Linked DNA regions of Anas platyrhynchos: region 2 is linked to region 1. Evidence: chromatin contacts called from public Hi-C data. All regions are on one chromosome and are shown on one strand. The core of a region is the stretch at or near the end of the contact, and the rest is flanking DNA. Distances in the headings are between cores, read along the strand shown.

Region 1 (2,700 bases), core at 156-2,655:
TTTTGTGCATGTCATAGTTCTCCCGTTGGGACAAGCTCATCTACAACACAGTCATTAAAGTCTCAGCTTCAAGGCCAGCTTTTTAGTTCAAGCTGCAGATCCTCATGCCTTCTACATCAAAGATCTGTGGTATTAGATATGTAACCAATGCTGGAGAAACAAAGACCTGAAACTAAGAGATAGAAAACAAAACAAAGAAACAAGTGCTCTATGGGTATGTCCTGTCCTTCTGTCTGCCCCTTCCCAAAGTCCTGCATGTTAGTACAAATGATTTTCACTCATGAAGAATGCCTTTTATCATGCTACTAACAGAACAGAGAGTCTTTCTGTTCTACAAATGTGAAACTTTAGGATATTACCCATCTCTAAGTCATTTGTTTGTTATACCAGACAACCGCATAGTACACCAAGCTCTGCTGACCTGTTTTCCCCTGTCTGCTTGTCCCCTTTCTTTACATCCCTGTCCCCAGACAAATGTAAGTGAAACAGATGCATCTACCTGACAGTTTCAAAGCACTGTCAAAACAGGCTTTTAACAGGCAATTAAAAATTGACCCTTGTTTCTTAAGAAGTTCAAGGAAACAAAGCATCACTGTTTCATTGTTGCGGACTCCGCACTACCATATTAGAAGAGAATGGTGAGAGTTCAAGATAGGGTCAAGTCCTGCACCCTCTGGAAAGGAGGGGATGGAGTCAGCCCTAAACCTGTTAGAACAATCGTGAGTAAGTGTGAGCAACCGCTGCTATTGTGATATCCAACTGAGTAATATCTTATTTCTAATTTTAACATTCAAGAGGAACTTTTTGTTTGGCCTGGCTTGGCCGGAGAGCCATTGGCAGTAGCCTGCGGCTCGAACGCTAACACGTCAGGAATTCAGGCTGGCATCCCGCACCTCGGCGCACCGGCGCGGATGTGTTGTTTCTCAGTGAACTCTCACTTCCCGTCTGCCTCCGTGTCGGCCCGTACGAAGTCCACTGACCGGGAGACTTGCAGGTCATGTGGCTCAGTTCCTGTGCTATGGAGGCTCCTGAAAACGTTTGGTTGTATTTCTCCGTGGCTCCTACTCAGGTGAAACAGAGGTCACAAGCAAGCAGAACACTTCTCAAGCATTAGCATTTTTGTCTGATACCCTGCGTAACAAGGAAAGCTGTGCAAATAGGCTGGAGAAAATAAGAAGTGAACCAAAATGAACCTTTCACTGTAAGGTCTGAAAAGATCCCATTAACACTTTACTATCAATAATACGTAACTTCACATTTTTTCATCTCTGATATTGAGCCAGAGTGGGCACAGTGACAAAACAGAAGGAAGCTTGTGCTTACTTTTGTCACTGTACGTTACAGATTTATCTTGGTTAACTAAAAAGGGTAGCCTTAACTCAGCATCCACAGTAGCCCTGAGGGTATAGCTCTTAGTTGTTTAAGACTGAAAGGGCTGATGACAAGAGGAAGTTCTATCCTCTGTTTCAAACCTTTGAGTAACTAGGAAGCTTTCCAAAGGCAGCAACCCCTTATCTGCCCCAGTTTAAAGTTCACAGCAGTTCTATGAGAGAACTCAGATAAACTTCTCTAAACTTGACCCAACCTTTCAATCCACTGACGTTCAGACAAGATAACCCCAAGCACATTAGTGAGATGAGCCTGAATCAGCCCTGAAATTAGAGATGTATAAGACTGACCTAATTTCTCCATTCTTATCCCTTCTCCCTGCCTCCTGCCCAACTGTTAATCAAGTTGTTTAGTCTAATGTTTCCCAGCACTTTAATGTGTTTGGTTTAAATAAAATGCAGGGTTTTTTCTTTTTTTTTTTTTTCTTTTTTCTTTCTTTTTTTTTTTTTTTTAAAGTCTTGAGATGTTCCAGTCCTCTTTTTCTAGTTGACCCAAAATTATCTTTTCTCTCACTTTCAGATTCCATCTCATGTTGCATTGTACGGTTCCTCTTCCCTTTTAAGCTTTTTGTATATTTGAGCTCCTTCACGCTTCCTTGTGCCATCACTTAGCCAAATTCTCAATACTTGCTTTCTTATTAATTATTCCCTCTCCCCCACCTTTTTTTTTTTTTTTTTAATCTTCCTCATCTGATTATTTTTAAGGCTATTTAATCTTCACTGACTCATTCACATCTTCCACCCAACTGGAATACACGCAACTGAATATGATACCTCAAATCTCACAACGGCAGTGCCATCTCAGCATAAAGCATAATTATCTATTTAATATTTGATTTTCTGTCTGCCCATTAATCACAGGTCATGTCCAATAATACTGCTTCCCAAATTTCTCTCTGTCTGATTAAGTACTTGCATTTTCCTTTAGACATATTAGCTACATTTTTCTAAACTGAATCATGTTTGTTTTCTTCTTATTATGGTACTAATCTCTTGAGGCTTCTTTTGTACAAGTGGATGGAAAGAGCTTTTTTTTTTTCCTTTATTATTGCACAAGAGAGTTTTATGTCTTTGGATGTGTCATAATAAAATGGTTTTGGTAGCAGCAAACCTAATTCCTGTTGTTATTAAACCATAACACACTTCAGGACAACTTAGTCATTGTGGAATAACACTGTCTTGTGAACACCACATATACCTAGCAGGAAGTGCTGAAGTAAGATGAAGTGGGCTAGAGATAGACAGAGGGGAAAGATTTACAGTCTGAGTAAGAAATTAAATTCAGCCACACTTAATGAGTTAGTTTTTAAAA
Region 2 (2,700 bases), core at 136-2,635, 120 kb before region 1:
CTTTGATTATTAATTTCTCCATTTTTTCCCGAGTTCCTGAAGACTGGACTGCTCCAACTATGGTAGTTTGCAGCCACTCCGGTGCCTTCCCTGCAGACAGCAGCTGAGGGCAACGCGAGAGCTTTGGGGGGGGGGGGCACAGAAATGGGGGGGAAGCCTGAGGTGTGCCCTCACCTGCACGGGGCTGCTGCTGCCCTGACACAGCCTGTGCCACGAGGGTCCCACAGCCAGCACCTGCCTGCAAACTGATGCAGGGGGTGGGACCAGGTCAGATGTGACCTCGCTTTTATGTCATAATTAGCTTTTGTGGCTTATTAGCTAGGCGCTAGGTGACAAAACACAGTCCTATCAGATACAGAAAGCATTGTAGCTGTCAGTAATTCCCTAGAAGTGCCCCACAGATACAAATTCAGGGTTTTTGCTCTCTGCTCTTCAACTATTTACTGTTGATACACACTAGGTTCCAAGGGCCTGTGACTGAAGAGGAGATCACGCAGGCAACCACGACACATATCTGTCACCAGAGAGCTTGCCAGCGTCCTGGTGGATGCAGGAGCTGGAGGTAAGTACCAAGCAGCTCTGTCCTCTGCTGCTGAGGCAGCACAGCTTCACCCCTACGGGAGCTGAGAACCCCAAGCAGGGACTTCAGCAGCTTCAACACAAGGTGTGTTAGGGTTTCCTTGGTCATACCCGTGGTGTGGATGCACACACAGGGTGAACTCCTCAAGGCAGTATGAGTGACTTCATGTTGACTCAAAGGAAGGAGGGGGCTTCCTACGACATCCTCTCCCACCTGCTCTTCCAACAAATCCCTCCGACTAAAGCCAAACCTACTCTGCAGCTTATCACAGCATTATTTGGGTTGGAAATGACCTCACGAGGTCCTCTGGTCCAACCTCCTGCTCAGAGCAGGTCAGCTATGAGACCAGAGCAGGTTTCTCCAGACTTCGACCACTCTGGTCTTGAAAACCTCCCAGGGATGGAGGCCGAACAGCCTCCCTGGAGAATCTTGTTCCGCTGCCAGTCAACTGGCACGAAACCAAGGCTATTTCAATGCGTCTCCCGCCCGGCCCCAGCAGATTACTCCTGGAAATCTGCCATCTGCCTATGAAATCCTTGGAGAAGACGAATTTCCAAGTGCCTGTCTCACTGTCAGCAGCCTCCATGAGTAGGGAGTCACCGCGCCTTGCCGTACAGGGATCGTGTTCAGAGCTGACAGTGAAATATCCTCCTGCCTACACACAAAAGCCACACATTTTGCTTCTGTTTCAGATACCTTCAGTACATCTCCCATGTCACCGTACAACTCCTATGATACATATCAGCACTGTTATAGCAGCTGACAGCAGCTAGTAATTTCTAAGTAATTCAAGTTAAGATTGCAAACGACCTTCAGATAGCTTTGCACTCTTACAACTTTCTGAAGTACCGTGGGGACTGGAGTCTGATAAAACTGCTTCCAATGATAACAGCAAGCACAGAGAACACACAACCACGATATAAGTAATTTATGTGCTTAGCTGAAGAAACTGGCAGGCTATTTCATATGCTTACAAATCAAATGAGCAAACTCAGTGTTCAATACCCTCCTCCAACCCCTCCCTTTTATTTAGTGTAGCGTAACACATTTCTGCTCTTTCATCATCATTCAGAACATGATCCTGAGCTGAATGCAACTGGGGCTGCTGCATTTGCTTCAGAGATTTCAGCACTGAATCAGATGAACATGCAAAAATAGAATAAATCTATTTTTACTCGCCAAAAAGCTGTGCATGAAGTAATCTCCACTTCCAAGAGGAGAGTACTCATCTCTCCCTCCTGAACATGGAAGCGCAAGTACATATATAAATCCACATTAATTTCTTGCACAAAGAACTAAATATAGTTTAATTTCAGAGATGCATTAGGAACACTGCAAGTGAATGGCACAGAGCCTGTACCAAGGACTATGCACAATGCTGTCTTTCTGTTTATACGGTTTGAAGGATTTACCAGTATTAATCACTGAAGCTCTGAGCTGGCAGTCAGCACAGTTATTCTCACCTCTAGTCCCCCTCCGATAGGGAGCCACTTACAAATGGTGAGATCTGCTTCTGGTTTGTATCATTTGGGGATACAAATGAGTTGTTACCGCCTTATCTTCGGGTAGCATTGCAGAGCCAGTAGTTGAATCCACATGACTGAGGTTCACATCAGCTGGGAAATGCTGAACATGGGAAGAGGCAGGTTATCTTCCTGGGCTCCTTTCTTAGCAGCAGGATTTGCACCACACTGAGGAAAAGCTCCCTGAACTTTCCTGTCTGAAATACCTGACAAACATTCAAGGCTGGCAGAACAACTGGTAAAGGGGACCTGCATTCCTTACGGCCACTGATACCTTCGCTCTGTGAACCTGCACACATCCAAAGAAAAAAAGGGGATAATAGTAGCAAACAGCGTGATGAACTCATCATGACCAAACCTGCAGTGTCAGAAATTTAGAGTTTGGCTACGTGGCTCAGGTGTGACCCCCTCCTACACTGCTGCACAGCCCACCTGGCTAGAGAGCATAATCACCAAACGCTGTGACAAAGGAGTCGTGTGAACAGCATCGTGTTTCAACGAGGCACCCAGTCTGCTATCGGGCCAGGGAGCAGGACAGGACATTTTTGCTTCATTTTGTGTTAATTGTTCATACTGCTGAGCTGGCTGCCAAATAAA

The links. Hi-C and Micro-C count contacts between places; a contact is called where the count stands out from the background.
Region 2: a Hi-C map of liver shows a contact between it and region 1, with 2.1 times the contacts expected there. The contact joins two enhancer-like sites. A contact is called at or near these places in 3 of 8 Hi-C or Micro-C datasets (liver, skeletal muscle and subcutaneous adipose tissue).

What each region holds. Positions count from the first base shown.
Region 1 is chr14:13,959,661-13,962,360 of IASCAAS_PekinDuck_T2T, reverse strand. No RefSeq gene overlaps it. Among named protein-coding and RNA genes, the nearest start is that of FBXW11, 97 kb to the right of the region's middle. Within about 2 kb of position 1,405, at least 3 of the 8 cell types and tissues checked have an H3K27ac peak or open chromatin away from gene starts, as enhancers often do.
Region 2 is chr14:14,078,901-14,081,600 of IASCAAS_PekinDuck_T2T, reverse strand. No RefSeq gene overlaps it. Among named protein-coding and RNA genes, the nearest start is that of FBXW11, 220 kb to the right of the region's middle. Within about 2 kb of position 1,385, at least 1 of the 8 cell types and tissues checked has an H3K27ac peak or open chromatin away from gene starts, as enhancers often do.